Linked DNA regions of Mus musculus: regions 1, 2, 3, 4, 5 and 7 are each linked to region 6. The links are chromatin contacts, called in public ChIA-PET, HiCAR-type, HiChIP or PLAC-seq and promoter capture Hi-C maps. All regions are on one chromosome and are shown on one strand. The core of a region is the stretch at or near the end of the contact, and the rest is flanking DNA. Distances in the headings are between cores, read along the strand shown. Region 1 holds the start of Spats1 (spermatogenesis associated, serine-rich 1). Region 2 overlaps Cdc5l (cell division cycle 5-like (S. pombe)). Region 3 holds the start of Enpp4 (ectonucleotide pyrophosphatase/phosphodiesterase 4). Region 4 has its middle 62 kb from the start of Gm35204. Region 5 holds the start of Clic5 (chloride intracellular channel 5). Region 6 holds the start of Supt3 (SPT3, SAGA and STAGA complex component). Region 7 has its middle 49 kb from the start of Cdc5l.

The links. Promoter capture Hi-C pulls out the DNA fragments that hold promoters and counts their contacts. ChIA-PET counts read pairs in DNA pulled down with a chosen protein or histone mark. HiCAR-type assays count read pairs that join an accessible place to other places. HiChIP or PLAC-seq counts read pairs in DNA pulled down with a chosen protein or histone mark.
Region 1: an H3K27ac HiChIP or PLAC-seq map of microglia shows a contact between it and region 6, with 4 times the contacts expected there. The contact joins the promoter of Spats1 here to the promoter of Supt3 in region 6. A contact is called at or near these places in 6 of 39 promoter capture datasets (the 3T3-L1 cell line, the C10 cell line, hippocampal neurons and 3 more) and 3 of 115 datasets of contacts at active chromatin or transcription factors (astrocytes, microglia and pancreatic cancer cells).
Region 2: a contact with region 6 is called in a promoter capture Hi-C map of 3T3-L1-derived adipocytes, with 9 times the contacts expected there. The contact joins the enhancer-like site here to the promoter of Supt3 in region 6. A contact is called at or near these places in 10 of 39 promoter capture datasets (the 3T3-L1 cell line, 3T3-L1-derived adipocytes, the C10 cell line and 7 more), 3 of 484 Hi-C or Micro-C datasets (the G1E-ER4 cell line, bone marrow-derived macrophages and pre-B cells), 7 of 115 datasets of contacts at active chromatin or transcription factors (the 230-238 cell line, acute myeloid leukemia, embryonic stem cells and 3 more) and 2 of 9 other capture datasets (adipose tissue and embryonic stem cells).
Region 3: a HiCAR-type map of astrocytes shows a contact between it and region 6, with 2.5 times the contacts expected there. The contact joins the promoter of Enpp4 here to the promoter of Supt3 in region 6. A contact is called at or near these places in 2 of 484 Hi-C or Micro-C datasets (the HPC-7 cell line and embryonic stem cells) and 4 of 115 datasets of contacts at active chromatin or transcription factors (astrocytes, fibro-adipogenic progenitors, memory CD8 T cells and 1 more).
Region 4: a HiCAR-type map of fibro-adipogenic progenitors shows a contact between it and region 6, with 5 times the contacts expected there. The contact joins the enhancer-like site here to the promoter of Supt3 in region 6. A contact is called at or near these places in 3 of 39 promoter capture datasets (cranial neural crest, embryonic stem cells and frontonasal cranial neural crest), 4 of 484 Hi-C or Micro-C datasets (the N1E-115 cell line, bone marrow-derived macrophages, embryonic stem cells and 1 more), 16 of 115 datasets of contacts at active chromatin or transcription factors (SST interneurons, craniofacial prominence, embryonic basal ganglia and 10 more) and 1 of 9 other capture datasets (adipose tissue).
Region 5: a FOXA1 HiChIP or PLAC-seq map of pancreatic cancer cells shows a contact between it and region 6. The contact joins the promoter of Clic5 here to the promoter of Supt3 in region 6. A contact is called at or near these places in 3 of 39 promoter capture datasets (the C10 cell line, hippocampal neurons and pre-B cells), 1 of 484 Hi-C or Micro-C datasets (CD8 T cells), 4 of 115 datasets of contacts at active chromatin or transcription factors (the 230-238 cell line, bone marrow-derived macrophages, extraembryonic endoderm stem cells and 1 more) and 1 of 9 other capture datasets (embryonic stem cells).
Region 7: an RNA polymerase II ChIA-PET map of memory CD8 T cells shows a contact between it and region 6, with 10 times the contacts expected there. The contact joins the enhancer-like site here to the promoter of Supt3 in region 6. A contact is called at or near these places in 11 of 39 promoter capture datasets (the 3T3-L1 cell line, 3T3-L1-derived adipocytes, the C10 cell line and 7 more), 4 of 484 Hi-C or Micro-C datasets (the G1E-ER4 cell line, bone marrow-derived macrophages and nephron progenitors), 16 of 115 datasets of contacts at active chromatin or transcription factors (SST interneurons, acute myeloid leukemia, craniofacial prominence and 11 more) and 2 of 9 other capture datasets (adipose tissue and embryonic stem cells).

What each region holds. Positions count from the first base shown.
Region 1 is chr17:45,473,586-45,476,725 of GRCm38.p6, forward strand. It overlaps Spats1 (spermatogenesis associated, serine-rich 1), which reads right to left and starts at 1,353. Exons shown (of 8, transcript NM_027649.3): 1 at 1,214-1,353. The coding sequence starts at 1,229.
Region 2 is chr17:45,402,350-45,405,225 of GRCm38.p6, forward strand. It overlaps Cdc5l (cell division cycle 5-like (S. pombe)), which reads right to left. Exons shown (of 16, transcript NM_152810.2): 14 at 2,245-2,442. Among named protein-coding and RNA genes, the nearest start is that of Cdc5l, 30 kb to the right of the region's middle. Within about 2 kb of position 1,377, at least 19 of the 459 cell types and tissues checked have an H3K27ac peak or open chromatin away from gene starts, as enhancers often do. A contact at or near this core is called in 3T3-L1-derived adipocytes, adipose tissue, bone marrow-derived macrophages and 1 more, where this site is marked.
Region 3 is chr17:44,104,121-44,107,325 of GRCm38.p6, forward strand. It overlaps Enpp4 (ectonucleotide pyrophosphatase/phosphodiesterase 4), which reads right to left and starts at 1,688. Exons shown (of 4, transcript NM_199016.2): 1 at 1,529-1,688. It overlaps Gm34917 (predicted gene, 34917), which reads left to right and starts at 1,664. Exons shown (of 4, transcript NR_167720.1): 1 at 1,664-1,947.
Region 4 is chr17:45,358,248-45,361,024 of GRCm38.p6, forward strand. No RefSeq gene overlaps it. Among named protein-coding and RNA genes, the nearest start is that of Gm35204, 62 kb to the left of the region's middle. Within about 2 kb of position 1,519, at least 69 of the 459 cell types and tissues checked have an H3K27ac peak or open chromatin away from gene starts, as enhancers often do. A contact at or near this core is called in fibro-adipogenic progenitors, where this site is marked.
Region 5 is chr17:44,187,015-44,189,930 of GRCm38.p6, forward strand. Clic5 (chloride intracellular channel 5) reads left to right here and starts at 1,558. Exons shown (of 6, transcript NM_172621.2): 1 at 1,558-1,947. The coding sequence starts at 1,885.
Region 6 is chr17:44,775,596-44,778,575 of GRCm38.p6, forward strand. Supt3 (SPT3, SAGA and STAGA complex component) reads left to right here and starts at 1,571. Exons shown (of 12, transcript NM_178652.3): 1 at 1,571-1,833. It also overlaps a transcript of Runx2 not described here.
Region 7 is chr17:45,383,244-45,386,368 of GRCm38.p6, forward strand. No RefSeq gene overlaps it. Among named protein-coding and RNA genes, the nearest start is that of Cdc5l, 49 kb to the right of the region's middle. Within about 2 kb of position 1,433, at least 10 of the 459 cell types and tissues checked have an H3K27ac peak or open chromatin away from gene starts, as enhancers often do. A contact at or near this core is called in memory CD8 T cells, where this site is marked.

The sequences.
Region 1 (3,140 bases), core at 103-2,602, 700 kb after region 6:
CAAGCACTGCACGTGTGCAAGCGCCAGCTTAGCTCCTCTTTTTGATGGAAGTCTCTGACTGATCAGATCTCAAATGTAGACATGAGCTCATTGTGTGTAGCCCCTAACTATCTGCCTTAGCTTGGATCTGCAATGCTCTCCAAAAACCCATGTTTTAAAGATTTAGCTCCCAGTCTGTCATACTGTTGGGATGATGGGACTGTTTTAAAAGTCAGAGGGCATGGAGGTGGAGAGAGTTAGAACCCTTGATGCTCTTGCAGGGGGGGGCGGGACTTCTATCCCCAGCACCACGTGGTGGTTCACAGCCATCCATAACTCCAGTTCCCGGGTATCCAACGCCCTCTTCTACCTTCTGCAGGCACCAGACGCAAACTCAGTATACATACATACAAACAGGCAGGCAAAACATACATAAATAAAATAAAGACAACTTTAAAAAAATAAGAAGTCTTGGGTCGTTGGGGTGCCTCTGAGTGAAAGAGTGGGACCACAGCCATCCCTTTTACTCGTCATTATTTCTTGACTAAGAGGGAGACGCTTTGATGATTGCCACTATGATATGCCACCAGAGGGCCAAAGCAACAGGACCTTGACCATGAGCCACACCTGGAATGTCGGGGGCCTGTGAAGCAAAAGATGGAGAATTCCGGGCTACTCTGGGCTACATATGAGGTAGCAGTGCTTAGTCTTTAAAAAAAAAAAAAAAAAAAAAACCTATAAAGCTATGAGTCCAATAAACCTTTTCTCTCCATAAGCTTATACACCCATCCAACCTTTTGATTTCCCAGAACTCAATTGTATTTCTTTTCCACCTTAGTCATGCCCAAGTCGCTTTTCTCTGGAACCTTCTGCCGCTCTCTAGTACAGGCCGCTCTTGAGACAGAGGGAAGTTGGCGGACGGGATTGCCATATCCAGTATTCATGGGCTCACCAGTTCACACAGTGAAAAGCAATCGGACCCAAAAGGTGCTTGTTAGAAAGGCTATCATTCAAAACCAACAGACCCCATAAGTCATTGAAATTCAAGAGGCAGCGCAAGGGAAAAACCTAAATCTCACTGGACCTCCTAGCGGTGTTCACGGGTTTGAATGTCCTGCCCACTCCTCCTCCTCCTGACTCAGGGCTCCCGAAAGTACTCGCCCCGCCCCGTCCTTGGGTCTCCTTTCCACCTCTGAGTCCCACCCTACTTCCCTGGGGGAAGCCCTTCATCTACCCTTGGAAGACTCCATGGAGGATGTGGCCCAGATCAACGCACCAACTGGCAGCGGAACTGCCAAATACCAGGATGCAAAGCGAAAGCAAGGGCGTCTACCACCGCCTGCAAGGCTCGGTCCAGGGTTGCCAGGACAACGCGCCACTTCCCGCGAGCTGGCGCGCTACTCTTGACGCACCTATCTTCCTGCACCCGGCGCTCCGGCCTGGGTTGAGGATGGAGGTCTCAGACCTCAGAGCTGCAGAACCTCAGGATTTTGTTTTAGTTTGCGGCTCTTTTCCAACAACTGTCATTGCTACTTCTGTCACCTCGGGTGGCCGTGTGCGGTGCACCCTCTACAGAGCTTGCAGATGTCGGTGTAGAATTGGCATCCTGATTAGACAGGATTCACCCACCACTTACCGCTCCTTTTTCTGGGCCAGGCGCCCTGCTGGATGCTGTCTTGCCTCAGCAGCCAGCTGCGTTTTTCAAAATAGAAAACTGACTTTGAACAAAGGCTCGTTCAAGGTCATCCAGAAAACAGATTCACTCCCAAGTTCCACCCTTACAAAGCTATCTTTCTCTCCATGGTATAGACTGAAATTTATCTTTCTAACCCTTTCCCTAATAAATCTCACATAGAAACGCCCCCCATCCCAAGCTTAGTCTCTAAATTTATATTGAGACCTGGTTTGGGGGCTGGGCAGTGGTGGCACACGCCTTTAATCCCAGCACTTGGGAGGCTGGCTGAGGCAGGCAGATTTCTGAGTTTGAGGCCAGCCTGGTCTACAGAGTGAGTTCCAGGACAGCCAGGGCTACACAGAGAAACCCTGTCTCAAAAAAAAAAAAAAAAACAAAAAAAGAAGGAGGAGGAGGAGGAGGAAAAGAGAGAGAGTAATTAATATAATTATTCATATTTACTTGTGTGCTGTATGCATGTGCGTGCACATGTATCAGGGACTCACTTGCCCATGCATTTGTATATGTCAGGTGTCTTCCTCCGTTGCTCTCTGCCTTACATTTTTGAAATAAGGTTCTTGCTGAACCCGGAGTTCACTGTTACAGCAAGGAGTCCCAGGGAACTACCTATCTCTGTCCCACCAGCTTATAGATGTGCCATATGGCTTTTAGTAGGTCCTGGGGTTTGAACTCAGGTCCTCGGCTTGTGCAGAAAGCACGTTACCCACTGAACCCTCTCCACAGAGTGGTTCTGTTGTTAGTAATTGCATTGATTGCAAAAGAAACAACAGAAGGAGTATAGAAATCTTGAAACTGAGCTAGCCAAATATTGCTTAGACGGAGTAGATCCTCTCCAGGCCACGCCCTAACTGAGGAGTCATCCAATAGGAGACGGCCACTGGGGTTATAAAAAAGAAGCCAGAGCTGGACAGTGGTGGCACACACTTTTAATCCCAGCACTCTGGAGGCAAAGGCAGGTGGGTCTCTGTGAGTTTAAGGCCAGCCTGATCTACAGAGCGAGTTCTAGGACAGCCAGAACTATACACAGAAACTGTCTCAGGAAGAAAGAAAATGAGAAGGTGGTAATGTCAGAATGGCCACTGGTGGGATCAAACAGCTGAATATTGTCAGTTTCACAGGATTAATTTTAATTGTAAAATAGTAGTATTCCTATCAGGGACTGCAACAGGTTAAAGGCACTGACAGATTAGAAGACACCATCTCTCTCTGGGGCAGGAGCAAAGCATTGTTAAAGTGCTGTTAATTGCAGCTGAAGTGCCTTTATATAGTGATAAATCCTGTTGTAAGCATCCCTTTTAATGTGATTTTTTTTCCTTTATAAAAAGCTAAGACATTGGGGCCAGAGTGGCTTGACTTTTATTTTATTGAGTCAGGGTCTCTCTGTGTAGCTGCAGCTAGCCTGGAACTCTCTATGTAGACCACACTGGCCTCAACCTCACAGATTTGCCTGTCCCTGCCTCTGTGTCCT
Region 2 (2,876 bases), core at 127-2,626, 630 kb after region 6:
GTGCTTGCCCAGAAAGCCCACCTTCCTGAGCCTCAAGTAGAGGATTAGCAGTTAGCTACACCATCTAACTACAGTTCCTCCTCACAGTGAACTCTGAATGATGTTTATAATTTAGCAATCAACTGAGATGATGAAAGAATCACCACACAGTTGAAATAAAGTATTTATATATTTCAAACCAGTAAACTGTTGTCTTCAGGAGCTCTGAGAAATCTAGCTGTGATTTATGGATGGATACACACTAAATGGAAGCTTTGTTTATTTGGATCTCTGAATTGCTTCTCTTCTTCCTGAAGACTTAATAAACGTTCTTTTGGAATAAGAGTTTACTAATTGAAAGATTTGATTAAATATTCCTTAAAATTAACTAGCTGGGTTAACAATAAGCCAAGTTACCCAAGAGTCAAAAAGAGAAAAAAAAGTACTTTAGACTGTTTTATGAATATTCTTCCAACATCAGCAATCCCTCAACAAAAACAGTTCAACAGAAGACTTCAGTCCTGGTATGAAGTGAACAAAGAGAACCACATGTTTTTAATGACTGCTCACAACAACCCAAGTACCTCTCCAACAGAACAGAACAGAACAGCGGAGGCTCGCTGTGCTATTCCCTTCAGAATTCTCAGGGCTGATCCAACAGAGAAGAGTCACTGGACTTCACAGCAGCACTCACGCTGTGACATTTGTTTGCTGTCATGAAAGTTAGAGCCTCAGCAGAGTAAGTGAGATTCAAGTTAGAGCCTCAGCAGAGTAAGTGAGATTCAGGGGGATTATCCTCTTCATTTTAAACAACATTAAGATGTCCTTGATCTGCAGCAGAGAGAGTTTACCCACCTCAAACTGAGATTTTTCAAACAAAGTGAGAGATTGAAGTATTTATATATAAATGTTACAAGAAAGCATTCCAAACAGCCTACCAATCAATTACAAAGTTGGCCTTAGATCTATAACTGTCATTTGTAAGAAAAGAAGCCTGCACGACACAAAGTATAACCTACAATTTAACCACTCGTGTTCTGTCTCCGAGAGCTTTCATTATGAATTAAAACAGAGCAACAGTGCCACCTGCTGGAAGTCATAAAACTACAACACTCATGGCCCTGGCACTGCAAGAATTACATTACAAAGACTAATTTCCTAACTCTACAAGCACAAAGGTATGACAATAAGTGGTCATAAAGATTCATATTAGAAGACACTGTTTTTTCCTGTTCATTTCTCTAGTTCCACACAGCCCCAACTACCACAATTAATTCTAATATCTAGATTTAACCCTAAACAAAAATACTCTCAAATTTACTTTCTATAAAGAAAAACTAACAATCACATGAAAGAGGAAGCTTAGGTCATTTTCTGCATCCAGTGTCCTGAAGAATCCCTTTTCCCTTCTCTATTCCATCTTGGCCTCAGACACATCCCTAAAGACCACGAGTAAGAGTCTAGAAAGCATGCTGTGTGTGGTGGCTCACATCTTTATTCACACTGGAGAGGCAGAGGTAGGCAGATGTCTGAGCTTGAGACCAACCTGATCTACACAGTAAGTTCCAGTGATAGGCATAGTGACACAGTAAGACCCTGTCAAAAACAACAACAACAACCAGAACCCACAAGGCAGCCTGGCAGTCTGTGTTATTTACATGCCACTGCAAAATGTCTACAGAGATTCTGGAATTCAGAACATGAACATTCTATTAAGAAACCACTGCTGTTAATAGGCTTCAATGCATCACAGACATAGGAAATCACAGAGCCACTGTCTGCATAGCAACTCCACTCTAACTCAACTGCAGGATACACAAAAATGTACTGAGTTTCTGTAAATGTCGGTGCTCTGTGAGCTATAGATCAAAACTCCCACTGCTGTGATCTCACTGACCCATCTTGACTTTAGTAACTCCTTCTCCCTCCCTCACGTAAATAAAGGTTCTGATTGAGGGAAGAGTACCCAGCAAAGTGTTCAAGAACTACAAAGCAATCAGCTGTCCAGCCCTAGTACTTAAGTCACCAGACGTATTAACTGGCTCACAATTTCAACTGAATTGGAATTTTAAAAGGATACCAAGGGCAATGAAGATAGCAGGTAAAAGTGAATGCAGCGCAAGCCTAGCAGCAGGAATTCAAGGCAAACCCCACTTAGAAGGAAATGAAAGAACTGCCTCCACAAAGCTTTCCTCGAGCACTTACATACACATCATACACACAATAATAATCGATTTTTAAACATATAAGCAAATGGATACCAACCTCAAGTCTCTTTTCAAGTGATTCAATTCTGTCCTTTTTGCTAGCAAGATTAGCACGAGTGTAGCGGCTCTGAGCAGGAAGATAGAGGACTTGACTGTAGCATTCCTCCCACACCTGGTTGTAAGCTTCACTGGAGAGTTCGCCATGGCTCATTCCTTGTTTGACCACTTCCATCTCTTGTACCAGAGCATCCTGGGCCTGTTTACAGTAATAATTTAAGTTGAAGCATACACTTTCTACCACCATAAAGCTCAAGACTAGCTTATTTCCTCCTTCCTTAAACCAATGGTAAGGTTTGGTTGGTTGTTCTCTAGAAGGGGATGGACAATACCTGAGCTAAATAGCCTCTAAGTAGGGGCTAGGGAGATGACTCCATGGGTAAGAGTAGCTACTTTGCAAACTTGAAGACCTGAGTTTGAATCCCCAGAACCCATTTAAAAGGGGGGGGGGGGGCAGGGAGAAAACCACAGACATGACCATGTGCCTATAGTTCAGCCAGCCAACTCAGCAACAGCAAGCTTTTGGTTCGGTGAAAAAAAAAACAATACAGACTATATCCTATGTCTCAAGGACACAGAGCTGAGGGTGATAAATATAACCTATGTCCTCTAGCATGCACATGGGCATATACA
Region 3 (3,205 bases), core at 438-2,937, 670 kb before region 6:
GGAGCAGGTCCTCAATATTCACTTCCCTCATCCATTTTAGTTATAAAGTTAGTTAGGCCTGTGCTATGGCAGGCAGAATGTTACAATGGAACTAATGATAAACTAAGAAGACTTTAGTCTCTTTCTATCCATGGTAGCTCTTTAGTCTACCGACTGGTAGGATTCAGAAAGTTTACTACCATCTTAATTTCTTGCTTGTAACATGTATAGAAACATTACAAGTTAACAAGCCGGACACCACTCTCTGAGCTAAACAGAGCCATGTCTGTCAGGACAGCTTTCCTCAGCAGAGTAGAGATCCATGTTTCATGCTAACACTGAGTCTTCAGCTATAAACAAATCGCCCATCCAAAGGTCCTCAGACCATTTTCATGGAATGAGAAAGCCATGGATCCAGGAGTGAAATTATAAAATGCTGTAAGAAATTCTGTAATTCTCACCCCAACAAAACCCCAAAGGGAATTTAAAAAGGGGGGCAGGGGAGGGGAAAGGGCAGATATATCTGGACTAGCAGTAACTGGAAATCTGATATAGTCTCCAGTTTGGGGGTGGGGGTGGGGAAATATCCCTTGCCTCCTCTGGGTTAACTGTTTGCCTAAACGTCCATCAGCTCTCACTGAATCCTAGACCATCGAAGGCTTGGACTGGAAGAGGGTAAGGGAAAAGTCCCTGATCAGCCTTAGCATTCCCTCTGCTCTTTGAAGCAAAGAAATTCAAATGTGGCTTTAAAATAGCAATATCCTTTATTGCCCGTGTGGCACAGGTAACAGGTGGTTTACCCATAGATTTTTATTAAGTGCTTAACCTAAGGGAAGAAACCCAACTCCCTGAAAGTTTTCTAAGTCTCAATGATTCTACGATTCTAAATGGTTCTCCGCTGTTCTAGGCCACACATAGCATCTTCAACTCAGTTACATCTTACTGCACACAAAATGCCCCATGATGTACATCCAACAAACTTTCTTCCCAGGCACACCCAGTAAAACTGCCTTTAAACTTAGTTGAGGGGTAAGGCAGGGGAGAAGCACGAAAACTCAACAGTCCCCCTAAAACTGAGAAATCTCTGGGGAAACTGGAAGAAAGGGGAAACCCACACATCCGCGTGCTTCTCTCTGCAGCTGGCTCCTCTGGAGTCCCACCAAAGGTACAGGGGATTTTTTTTCCAGTCACTGGCTGGACAGCCATCCAGGCTCAGGGCTGGCTCCAGCATTGGGAAGGGTTGTTTGCGCAGCGCCTACCCAGCATCCGGCATCTCCCTCAGCCTGCTCTCTACATTTTAGATCAGGAATGCCAATTGACAGCACGAAAGCACTGACCCTGAAGCTGACACCCAGGCAGCCGTGGCCCCGCCCTTACGCCTTGACCCTGACCCTGACCCCGGCCATGACCCCCGCCCCTCACCTAACGCCACAGTTGACATCCACCTGCCGCCGTATGCTCCTCCTCCCCGCCTCCCTGGTCACCCCACGCGCGTCTCCACTAGCGGAACCGACCCGCGGGTGGAGAAGAAGGAACCAGAAGCTCTCACCGTCTCTACCCTCCGCCCTCGGCGAGCTGGGGAAGGGAGTGGCATTTCCCTCCGGGACTCACCCGCCTCCACCGCCACTTCGGTCTGGCGCGCGGAACTCAGCGCTAGCGGAACCCCGCGCTCCCGGCCACTATCTGGTCGGCGGACGCGGGCGGAGCGCGGCTCCGCGGAGCGCTTCCTGGGACGCCTGCGCAGTAGCGGACGCCCCCCCCCACCCCCCGCGCGCGGGCCCCCGCAGAGACTGGCGCTGCCCCGGGGCGCTCCGGAGGCTCCCAGTGCGCAGCTGCTGCGGGACGCCGCAGAGAGCGCCTGGGGCCGACCGCCGAGTGTGAGACGCGTACCCGGATTGGATGCCCGAGCCCGCGGTGAATGGGACTCCCTTACCCATTGGTTCATTTAACGGTACCACTCGGAGACAGGTAGAATGGAGCTGGACAGAGAGGTTTGCCTTTCCCACCCTCTCACCCGCCCTGGCTGCCCTTTTCTTATTACTCTGTTGTGGGTCCCTTGTTTTAGGCAGAAGACGAAGAAGTTCCTTTTGCCTTCACCTGCACAAGGAAAGACACTCTGAAACAACCAGTTCATTTTTTTTTTCTGGTCATGTTTCTGCCTTTTAAAATTCCCTTTCTGTTTTAAAATCATCCTCTGGTCATCTCACGCGCACATTCCTTCTATTTAGAATAAGGTGTTGTCTGTTTCTACAGTCCCAAATAAAAGTCTGTTGGGGTCCTCAAACTAAGTTTGTTCTAATTTTGCCACAGCCGTGGATGTGAAATTATGCTCGTGCCTTTAAAACTAGTATTAATAGCTGAATTATCCAACTTCAAACTTAATTAGCAGAATTGCCCGAGATATATTTCTTTAATATTTGTATTGCCCAGACATAGTTGACAAAGAGGTTAGTATTTTTTCTTTGTATCTCTAATGCCCAAAGGTGAACCTGACATGCATGGACTTACTCAATGATTTTTGGGTTTAACGAGGTATGTTAAGGTACTCCATGTTTAAATGCTTCCTCTGTTAAGATGCAAGTGCTCAGAAAATGTTTTCATTACAGTATCTACACACAAGATACTTAAGGGGATACAATTAATCGAGTTAAGGATATCAAAATCATATACTATACCCTGAAATCTAAAAGACTTAGCTGGAAACCCAGTAGCTGGATTTATTGGGTTCTGGGCATTAAACGTCAAAGGCTGAATTTGGTACCCTGCTCTGAGTTGAGAGTACAGCCATAATTCAGAGCCTGGGTGCAATCAAGGAGACAATTTTAATATGAGTGTAGTCAGTTCATTATTGATTCCAGTTTCAAGCCTCCAGCTATCCTGTACATTCACAAACTGGAGCGTCTTGGACCCACAGGTTGGCTTGGCCAGCACTGAGTAATGTTGGGCACTGAGTAAGGTTGTGCCTCAACCTGTTTGAGCTTTATCTCCTCATCTGCAGAGCAAGTCCTGGACCAACCTCTCAGGGTTCTTGTCCAATACGTTTTCTAAAGCAAATAAAGCACTCAGCCAGTCACCGGTCATCGTGTTAGCTGCCATTGTCACTGCGATACCGCCAATTGTTTTGAACAATAGGGTAAGATGGAGTTCTAGGGGAGTTTATGCAATGTACAGTTTAACAGGACTTAAATTTCTGCTTTTGGGAACCGAGATTCTGCATATCCTGATG
Region 4 (2,777 bases), core at 269-2,768, 580 kb after region 6:
ACCCTTTCTCAGGACCTGGGGACAGTATGAGCTCGGTGGTGAAAGGACATGAGGGTTAGCAGAGGGGGCCAAGCTGGAGAACTTGGGCCTGAGAAAAGTTATGGTAACAAGATGCAAACCTCTCCACGTGTCCTCCAGGAGAGGCTGAGCGAGAAGGCAGCTTTAGGAGAGCGTGGGAACGGAAGGGAGGTCAGCAGCCAAGCCAAGGCACTCACACTGCTAGCGAATGCCGGATTCTGTACCCCATTCTTTCAGAGCATCCAGGCCATCAGAAAGGAAAGCCCCTCCCCAACCCCATGGCCTCCTTGTGCCCAGGAAGACGCTCAGGACCTCAGAGTCCACGTCTACTGCTCAAACTCAGCCTGTGGGTGGGTTCCCACAGCTTTCTAATCTAGCACATATAGATCCTAAGATGAGCAGGCAATGAAGAACCATGGACAGGACGATCAGAGCACAGACTCGGGTATGTTAAGTTGGAAGCCCCTTGCTATTTTTCCATTGTAACAAAAACAAAAGCGGCTTAAGGCAAGGTTTATGTGGGTTCACAGTTTGAGAATCAATCACAGTGGGAACGCACGAGGGCAGGGAGGGGGAGCATGAGGCAGCTGGTGACATTGCATCTGCAGTCAAGAAGCAGAGAGAGAAGAAGGCTTGTGTCCCCACTTGCTTTCTCCTTTCCTCTCAGTCTAGCCCCCCTCCCCACCACCCTCATGCAGGGTGAGTCTTCCCTCCTCGAATAACCCTTCTGGAAACACGTAACATAGACATACCCAAAAGTGTGCTTCTGTGGTCATCCTAAATCCAATCAAATCGGCAATGAAGATTAGCTGTTTCTTTTATGCATGTATGTGTTTTGCCTGCATGTATGCATGTATGTGTACCTGGTGACCAAGGGGGCCAGAAGAAAGCACTAGATACCCCCTTGAAATGGAGTTGCAGATGCTTGTGAACCATCATGCGGGTGTTGGGAGTCAAACCCAGGTCCTCTGGAAGAGCAGCCTGTGTTCTTAACCTAGGAGCCATCTATACACACACACACACACACACACACACACACACACACACACTCAGCATCACCACTACTGCTTAATTGAATAGACATGGAAAATCACGCCAAAAACCACCTTCCTCCATCGGCCCAAGGGCAACCCCGTAAGGGAACAGCACAACTCTGCAGACGCTGCCCTTGTGTTGGCTGAACAGCTCTAGAGAACTCTTACAGTGTCTGCAGAGGGAACAGGAGAAGGGAGGCTCCTGGTTTTCTCCCTGGCTGTGGCAGGCCATTTGTAGATATAATAAACCTTTCAACTGGCTCCATCCAAGGCCCCAGCACCAAGGTGTTGTAAAACGGCTTCTGAGTCAATGAGAGGCAGCTGGTTGAAGCGCTTCCCAGCTTTTCATATGACTCATAAATTTGTTACACGGTGAGGAAATTCCCTGAAGGCTCTTTGGCAGGCTCATCCAGTCTGACCAGTAGCTAAGAAACACATAGCCTTCTAGTTACGAAAACACACAAGGCTTTGACTCAGGCCTTAAACGTAGGGTCACTTAACAAGCTCTCCTTGCAACAGTGTTCACAGCAGCTTTCTGGGAAAGAGCAGGAATTTATTAGGAAGATACGCAGCGAAGCAACCTTTCAGAGGTCAGAGGAGGCTCTGTGTGGGACAGCTCACACACGCACACGCTGCTGTAATAGTCAATCCCTGACTCAGGCAGACAAAGAGTGACATCTCGCACCACCAGCAAGCCCGCTGAGGTACACACAACCTGCTCCTCACACCCACAGAAAGGCCTCTGCCCAGCGAAGCCAGTGCAACTGTGCAATGGACTCAGGACATCAGTCAGTTGCTCTCCTGTCACTGGCCCCTTAGGTGCCCTGTCCACCTTTAGACTCATGTGACAAAATAGAGCAGAAGAAAAGACCCCACAGTCTGTGTCCTCCCAGCCCAACTTCAGGCTAACAGCATCACCAATCCATACAAGCACCGATGTTGGAGCTCTTTGAAAAAGAGAATGAGGAGGGGCAGCCTAGGAAGTAATTCTACTTCGGGGGTGGGGGACTCCAATGGTAATGAATGGTGTTTTCTTTGTGATGATCCAGCATAGTGCCATTCATCAAGTGGAATGGTCCTTCTTTGTTCTGTGGTAGGCTGTAAGTTGTTGAGCATCATGGCGGCACCTGATTATGTCAGCCAACCCTGCCTCTCAGCATTGAGGACATGACTTTCCCCATGAGATGATGGGTAGAGCTCTCGATAGGTCTGTAAGATTTCAACAGACATTTATCTTTTTAGCATTACCTTTTCACCGGGGGCCTGGATGCACAGAACTATTATAATTCCAGCTACTCAGGAGGTTAAGGCAGGAAGATCACAAGCCTGCCTGAGACACTTAGTGAGACTTAGTCTCAAAACTTATGAAATTCAAAGAATGAATGGGGAGTGTCGTTTAGTTGGTAGAGAGCTAGCCTAGCAAGCACAAGGCCTGGGTTAGAGTGCCAGCACCACATAAAACCAGGCATGATGAGGTGGAAGCAAGAGGATCGGAAGTTCAAGATCACCTTTGGTTATGTAGAGAGTTCAAGACTAGCCTAGGCCACATGAAACTCTCAAATTACTTAACTAGATAGGTGGTAGATAGATAGATAGATAGATAGATAGATTTTTTAAATGGCTGAAGATATAGCTCAGTAGTAATAAATAGGTACTTGCCTGTCATATGCAAGGCTCAATCCCCAACCCCCCACCCACCCACCCACACACACACACACACGTGTC
Region 5 (2,916 bases), core at 308-2,807, 590 kb before region 6:
TAGTCTCCACCTCCAGAGGCCTGGGAGCCGAGCCAAGCCACCAAGCCTGCCCAATTGAGTTGATGGAGTTCCCAGCTCAAGGCCTCTTGCTTGCCTGACATGCACTTCACATCCGGAGCATCTCCCCAGCTCTGCAACTACTTGTAAAAAAGAAATAAGAGGTGGGAATGTGGGGGCAGGGGAGGAAAGAACTTCAGAAAAGCATGAGAGAATATTTATCAAGAACCTTCTTATATTCCGTGATTTAACAACACCTCTACCAAAGTCTATATCTATGGGAAATGTGTCCAATGCCATTATGGTTGAAAGAAACCAGCGTTAGTAGCTTCAACCTACCAACCCTAACTCTCACTTTAGACTATTTCAAGTCTGAGTCATGGTTACCTTGGGTGAGTGGAAAAGCAGAAGAAAAAAAAAAGAGCAAGAAGTCAATATTTTATTCCTTCATCTAGTGCTGGTAGCAGCTGGTGAAAATACATTGAGCTATGCTTACAGGATGTGAGCACAGTATATCTGTATCATAGTTCTGAAAGAAAGAAGGAAAGAAAGGAAGAAAGGGAAAGAGGAAGAGGAAGAGAAAGAGAAAGAGAAAGAAAGAGGAAGAGGAAGAGGAAGAGAAAGAGAAAGAGAAAGAGAAAGAGAAAGAGAAAGAGAAAGAGAAAGAGAAAGAGAAAGAGAAAGAGAAAGAGAAAGAGAAAGAGAAAGAGAAAGCTGGATGTGGTGACCTACACCTGTAAGCAGCACTTAGAAGGTTTTGAGATAGGAGAATGAGGAATTCCAAACCAGTCTCAGTTACATAGTGAGTTTAAGGCCAAAGCCAGCCTATGCTATAGAATTCTCTCTCTCTCTCTCTCTCTCTCTCTCTCTCTCTCTCTCTCTCTGTCTCTGTCTCTCTCTCTCTGAGAGAGAGAGAGAGAGACAGAGACAGAGACAGAATCAGAGACAGAATCAGAGACAGAATCAGAGACAGAATCAGAGACAGAGGCAGAGAGAGAAGGAGGAGCAGGACCAGGAAGAGGAGAAGGAGGTGAGGGGAGACAGGGAGGAGGGAGAGAGAGAGAATAAGAAAGCAGAGGAGAATAAAACCAAGCAAGGGAATGAAAACCCCACAAAGTTGAAAGCTGCAGATCTCTGACTCCAGCACCTTACTGGTTGGCTCACCCCTCAGCCTCTCCCCTGCTCCTGGCCCACTCCCTCTCCACTTGCACAGAGCAAAAATGGCAAGCTCAGCGAATTCAGGATCTTTTCTTCGCTCCACGCTATTGTAAGTGCGTGATTTTGATGGACTAACTGAACCTCTTCATTAAAAAACAAAAATTTAAAAATAAAAAAAAAAAACAAACCTTGAAAATCATCTTCTGTACACCACTCTTTCTGTCCCTCATGACCTTCAGAACATTCTTAGCTCTGTCTGAGCTCGTACACTGAGGGGTCTCCTATGTGACTGGGCCCAACGAATGCTGAGTTCCCAGGGTGTCCCCCTCCCTCCAGTCCCCGCCCGGACTGACCCCGCCCCGCGGCCGTGGTCTATTTTGGGCGCACCCGCGGCAGCGGCGCGGGATCGCTGACAGTCTCGGATCCTGTGACACCTCCCAGCAGTCAGGCACTTGTTGCTCTTGGGACCTGTTGTCAATCCCTTAGCTCGCTTTTCCTTTTAGCCCCCTGCTGGCTCTTGGAGTCCTCTCTTTCCGCGTGACACCTGGGACTCTGATCTCTCAGGCATCGCTGTCCTTGCTTGGAGAAATTGATGAGAAACTGGTAGTCTTAAAAAAAGAAAACATTAAACACCGTGCAAAAGAGAGGCCCCCGCTGTGAGCAGGAGCCTGAAGTGCTGCAGAGGTGGCGCCTCTCCGGCCCGGGACCGTGGTCCGGGGCGCCAACGGCATGACGGACTCAGCGACAACTAATGGGGACGACAGGGACCCCGAGATCGAGCTCTTCGTGAAGGTAGGTCGGCATTCGCGGGCCTCCTCCCGGGCTGGAGATGAGGAGATCTCAAGTGTCAGGACGCAGGTCCCTCTGGGACTTGAGACCCTCCCTAGGGAGCACAGTCCAGCGCCCTCCTGGTCCTGCCGGTGGCCTTTCTGCCAGGGGCTTCCGGAGAAGGGTGTGAGTTTCGATCTGGCAGGTGGCTGTCTTCTTGAAGAGTTAACCCGTAGTCTACCAAACATTGTAGGACAGGTTGCCGTCCCTCATCCTGAGCTCGGAGGGAAGAGCAGATCCTGAGCTCCAAGGGAAGGGATCTTGGCCAAGTTGAAAGATGTCTCCAGATATAGGGACAGGGGAATCTGGCTAGACTAGTAAACTTTTCTTCTTTAGCGGAGGGGGGGGGGGAGGGAGGGAGGGAGGAAGGGAGGGAGAGAGGGAGGGAGAGAGAGAGAGAGAGAGAGAGAGAGAGAGAGAGAGAGAGAGAGAGAGAGAGAGAGAGAGATCCTCTTTGGCACAACAAAAACAGCATTTTCTAGTACCCACCCTCTCTTGTTTTACTCAGAAACACTAAAATAAAAGCGAAGGCCACAAAGCTATTTTCTTGCTTTGTGACTTGTAGAGGAGAGAAAAAAATGAACACCCAGTTCCCTGCTGTTATTATCACTGTCATTATGACTCTACAGGACCGTCTCAGGTAACCAGGGGACCTGTCAGTTTCGACTTGGGCTGCAAAGCAACAGCTTCTTGCAGAACCAAATTAAGCGCCCCCCTGCTTCTTGGGCGCTCCCCTGAGCAGTAGCAGACACCAGACAGCAGCTCTAATGTTTTTTCTTTTGCAAGCTGCGGGAGACTGGAGGCCGGGTCCGCAGGTGTAGGCAGAAACATTTGATCAGCCCTCCTTGCTGGGACACTGCAGAAGCAGAACCCGGGAAACCTGAGGCGGAGGAAAGCAGCCCTGGGCTGGGCTGCAGAGTCGCCAGGACCTTG
Region 6 (2,980 bases), core at 321-2,820:
GACAGCTCAGTCTTAAAAATCAAGGCTGACCTTGACTTCTCCAATGCTGGGATTACACGCCCAGCCCAATCTCCTATTTCTTGGCAATGTACTAAAAAAGTCTTTTCACCTTTTGTATATAATCTAGTCTTAATTTTTAAGGAAATAATGACAATTTTTGGCTACTTTCCCATATAGCTCGCACTCAGCTTTGGGCAGAGTGAGCCTGGATCTTACACTTCATGTTGACCCTCCACATCCTAAATCTACTCTTGGAAGTGTATTTGGCAAATATTGAAGTGTCTGGCAGTTACAGAGGACTAAGCACAAGACAATTGCAATCCAGAGAGGAGATGATCAGATGAATGGCTGTTTTAAAGACACTCAGCAAATAGGATTATTTCAGAACTCATACATTCATAGGCAAGACATTAATGAAGTAAGTAGTGCTTGAAAAGACCTGGTAAAGGTGAATGTGATGGTTTGTATATGCTCGGCGCAGGGAATGGCACTATTAGAAGGTATGGCCCTGTTGGAGTAGGTGTGTCATTGTAGGTGTGGGCTTTAAGACCCTCATCCTTGCTGCATGGAAGCCAGTTTTCTACTACCATCCTTCAGATGAAGATGTATAACTCTCAGCTCCTCCTGCACCATTCCTGCCTGGATGCTGCCATGCTCCTGTCTTGATAATGGACTGAACCTCCGAACCTGTAAGCTAGCCACAATTAAATGTTCTTTTAAGAGTTGCTTTGGTCATGGTATCTATTCACAGCAGTAAAACCCTAGCGAAAAAAGTGACTAATATAAATAATAATAGTAAAAATAATATAATAAAAATAATATTTGAAATGGTAGGATAGTGGATATTTTCTTTTCTAAACAGCCGAGTGAAAACATCACACACAATTGTCTCCAGTTCATTAAGGTACTACACCTGCAACCATCAAACACGGGAAGACAGGTCATACATACAATTCAATATAAGTGGTGCAAGGAAAAATCACCACTGCTTGTTTATAAAGCTTCCCCAATAGTGAAAGTTATTAACTAAAGCATGCTTTTTAAAGTAATGGAACTTTGTAGAAAGGAACGGGGGTGGGGTGGGGTAACTTTGCAGATGAGTTTTCACAGGCTTTCGATTTTGCGCAAGGGCCGGTAGGGGTGGGTAGGTGGGTGTTCCCAGGTCCTAGAACGGACTGAGTCCTCACACAGTGCTTCTCTGAGGAGAGAGTCTTTCCTAACTCTGCGCCCCTTTGTCATTGGAAACAATTCTGGTCACCTGACCAACCCCTGAAGAGAAGCTTGCATAGACCTTCTCCCAGTGCAGATCACCGACTCTCAATAATCCTAGCTCCTCGGGCTCACTCCTACGGTCTGCAGAGTCACCACAGGCCAAATCCAGCTCCTCTGCCAGATCGCTCACTCGACTCATCACAACTCCCGCTCTGAGGCTCCGCCGCGTGGCTGCGGGCCGCTCCGTACGCCGAGGCGGGAGCGCGAAGCCCCGCCCCCGGAGTGTGGCGGAAGTAGAAGAAGCAGGCCCGCGACCGCGCGCGCTGGCCAGCCGGGTGCGCATGCGCTCTCGCCGCACGGCTTGGCCCGTCCCTCTAGTCACCCCAGGCTCCGCTACCCCCGCCCCGCCCCTCATAGTGGCGCTCTCGCCATCTTACCCCCACCCCCTCCAGCCTAGCTCAGTCACCTTTTCCCTTTCTACAATCTCTGGTTCCCCCCACTCCCCGCCCCCCTGCCCGTCGTGTCCCGGGGCCGCCGCCGCCGCAGACACCGCGCCATCTCTGTCCCCTCTCATTCTCCACGCGGGACGCGCAGCCGTGCCTCCACGTGTCTTAAGCAGAGGTTGTGGGGGCGCGTGGGGGCGGCGGGGAGTGGGGCGAGGTCATGGGAACTTGAGGGACGTCGTGGCAGCCAAATGCCTGGCCCGGGGCTGCGGGCCCAGCCGGATGCAGGCCGCCGAGCGTGGGGTGCCCCGTGGCTCCTCCCCGTTGTCGGTGGGCGTGAGGCAGGGGAGCCCTCGGGGCCGGGCGGAGAGGCACCGTTTAGGCTTGTCACCCAAATGGGTGGGAAGTCCTCCAAGAAGGCAAGCTAGGAAGCTAGGAAGTGGTAGTGGAAGGAAGTGCAGTGTGCATGCAGGCTGAGGGACAGAGGACACAGAGATGTTGCTGTCAGAGCTCGCCTCTGGGACCCCTGGGGAAATAAATCATTTAGCCGGTGGTGTCGGGGGGTATAGATGGGGATCATCGCAGCCTAGCTCAAAACTCAGGTTTATGGGAGAAGATCTGTGTGCTAAAAGCTTGTATCACGCCAGCTGTGATTAATTACGTTTGAGCTCCAAGGAAATTGTCTGTCATCTTGCCTTCTATATTGGAAGTCAGGCTAGTTGATGTGACAAGTGATAAGAGTTATAGGGATAGTGGAATATATTTGACGGTCAGACAGGATCCCAGTAGCAGTGTTGTTACTGAACACCCGGATTAAAATTAGCTTTATGTCCTTGGAATTAGTAGACTCAGGAAGAAACCAGTACATATTTATCTGGGATAAAACCTGAGTTCTCAGTATTTTTGAGTTAGTTCACTGTTAAAAGATTTACTTAAAGAAAGAAACAACTGGTAGAATTTCTGCGTGTTCCAGCGAGGCGGAATATGACTACTAAGATAATGTTTTGCACAACCAGACCTTACTTTAACCATACTATTGCAAGCTTCCCACCCTTTTCCGGCTGCACTGCCCAAGGGGACTTTATGCCAAGCTGGAAATGCTATACTCTATGGGCTACCAATATGGTAACCACCGGGTGCAGGTGGCTCTGATGAGCTTGATTTTTTAATTGGTTAGCAAATTAATTACAATGTAAGTAAGTAGACACACAGGCATGGTGCTTATTGCATGGGATCCCACAGGTCTGAAAAAGTTGAGAGATTGAGAGCCAGTTGCAGTTTTTTATTTGGTTGAGTTTTAAGTCAGGCCAGCTTTTGAACTATTT
Region 7 (3,125 bases), core at 183-2,682, 610 kb after region 6:
TTTGTCTTTTCCTGGTCTCCTTTCTCTCCCTCCTTCTACCACATCGCTTCTGTGGCCTCCTCCATTATACTCCACCTCACCATGGGCCGATAAGCAACAGAGCCAACAATGACAGACTATAAAACCTCAGAGACTATATGAGCTGAAATAAATCACTCCTCACTTTAAATTGTTCTAGCTTTAAACTGTACTGTCACAATAGGAAAGTGGCTACTAAATGACTTCCCAGAATAGCACAACCCAAGACAACTTCCTGTGATGGTGGAGAGGCAGCTAGGGTAACTGGGGAAACTGAATGTTTGATTTTATGTAAATTCAGATGTCCTTTAAGCTGCATGTAGCTAGTGGCTAACACATGGAAGAGCACATTTTCCAAAGAGCCAGCAGCTTCTTGGGCCTGTCTTTCCCACTGGCTCTCTTTGCTCCTTTGTCAAAGCACAATCGTGGGGACTGCGGACACAGCTTGTCTCCTGCTCTTAGTCCTCTTCCCCCCGACTTATCTAGAGTTTTTTCAAGGCCAAATATTATTTCTAATAACAGAGCTTTCTTGTTCCAGGTATAACTAACAGCCTCTCTGGGGAGAAGGTCTTATAGGCCAACAAATGGCCTATCCAAAGGTTTCAGAAATGGCTTTATAAAAATGCTTTGGAGTGGATGATGCAGGGAAATTAAATAAGTATCAAGTTGGTTTGAGTAAGTTATCACATCTGCCCATGAGCTGCAGGGCAGATTTGCAAATGGCTTTTTTTCCCTGGTTCTAAAGAATGGACAAATTGTTAATAGGTGTGCTGGGAGAGAGGGCAGAGCAGGAACAGGAAGGCCACCACAGGGAACAGAATATTAAAGACGACTTCTCAAGAGCGTGGGGCAACCAAAACCAACCCAAACTGCCTTTTTACAGACGCCACAATTCCTAGGTGAGGCCCAGGAGCATTTCCGCAATTTTAATATGTACCTCAAATTTGCACACTCATGGGGACTCGTGTTAAAATGGAGGCCCCAAGGCTGGGGGGACAGCTCTGTGGTTAAGAACACCAGCTGCTCTTGCAGAGGGCCAAAGTTTGGTTCCCAGCACCCACATCTGGCTTCTCACCATCACCCACCATTCCAGAGGACCTGACATGCTCTCCTGGCCTCTAAGGACACCTGCAAGCATATAGGTAGACACTGGGTGGGAGCTGGAATCACTAGTCTCAGCTGGGTTGGAGCAGGGCCTGGAAGCCTTAGGAAGCTCTAAGTCCACAGGCAGAAGCCAGTGAGAATCATCACACAGAGCAAGTGACAGCCTCCAGACTGAGTCTCAGATCCACCTCGGCAAGTAGAGAGCTTGACCCTCCTGAAATGAACGTCTGGAAACCCGTCTCCTTCAAGGTATTCACGTTGCTTAACAAACTCTCCCACTCCAACTAGTGATCAGCAGATCTCCAGGAAGTGGTCAGAACCCGCAAAGTCTTCCACCTTAGTCAGTGTTCTATTGCTGTGAAGAGACACCATCACCAACTAACTCTTACAAAAGAAAGCATTTAATTGGAGCTGGCTTACAGTTTCAGACATTTAGTCCATTATCATCATGGCAGAAACATGGCGGCATGCCGGCAGGCATGGGGCTGGAGAAGAAGCTGAGAGCTCTACATCCAGATCTACAGAGGACAGGAAGAGAGAAAACCACTGGACCTGTCTTGGGTTTCTGAAACCCTCAAAGCCTACCCACAGTGACACACTTCCACCAACAAGGCCACCCCTCCTAATCCTTTCAAATAGTACTATTCCCTGGTGATCAAGAATTGAAACCTATGAGCCTATGAAGACCATTCCTGTTCAAGTCACAACTTCCAAGTACACGAAGCAGACACACCCCCACTGTGCGGTCTTCTCGATTTCCCATGTTGTAGACACCCCAAGATGTCAAACTCAATGCTGCCCCGTTCCTAACAACCCCCATAGTTAGACTGTCTCAAAAAGTAAGGTGAGGTGATTGAGGAAGACATCCAACTTCAGTCTCCGGCCTCCACCTGCATGTGCACACACGTATCTACACACTTGGCACACACAGGAGGTTGGGGGCACAGTGACTCATTGGATGCAGAAGGTTCAGCCAGTGCCATCCTTCCCTGGCACAGCAGACAGCCCTGAGTGGAATGAGGAGAGTGGGAACGCAAAATGCCGCTGATCAAGAGGACCGACAGCCATGGATTGCTTGGGCAGAGACAGTTCTCTCCAGCCGGCAAGTTTAAGAGATGAAAACTTACCCACTTCTGTTTCTGGAGTCATACCTATTGTTATTTACTGTAGCAGAAGTTAAACTTGAGAAAATAAGACTCCTTAGCTACCATTTATTTAAAAGATTTATCCTGATTGTTTTAAATTATGTATGTGTGGGTGTTTGCACATGCGTGTTGGTTGGTGCCAGTAGAAACCAGAGGAGCTGATACCCTGGAGCACAAGTTACAGCAGGCCGTCGTGAGCCACCCAAATGCATACTGGGAACGGAACTTGGGTTCTCTGCAAGAGCAGCATGCAATCTTCACCAAGCCATTTTTAAAAATAATAATAAAAACAATAAACAGTAGAGCAGAGTGAGATGAACTCATCTGTAGGACATAGCAGCCTCTGTGAGAGTGCACAGCTCTGCTGCAGGAGAGTGGAAAACCCACCAACCCCTGAACTTCCCACAAAACCCCACCAATCCTCACTCAGGAAATCACTGTCCTGAGAAGCCCCGCCCCCTCAGAAATCCTGAACAAGCACTGCCCCTCTGTCCAATCTGCTGCTGTCAGCTCCTGGGAGCAGAGGGCAGCCATCCCTGGACTTGTCCCTCCACACCTGGGACTTACCAACAAATAATCTCTTTCAAAAGATTTTATGTGGGCTGGCGAGATGGCTCAGTGGTTAAGAGCGCCAACTGCTCTTCCAAAGGTCCTGAGGTCCTGAGTTCAAATCCCAGCAACCACATGGTGGCTCACAACCATCTGTAATGAGATCTGATGCCCTCTTCTGGAGTGTCTGAAGACAGCTACAGTGTACTTACATATAATAAGAAATAAATCTTTAAAAAAAAAAAGATTTTATGTATGGTGTGACTCAGAAGTCAAGAAAGAAAGAAGCAATGACGAGGGGAGGGGAGG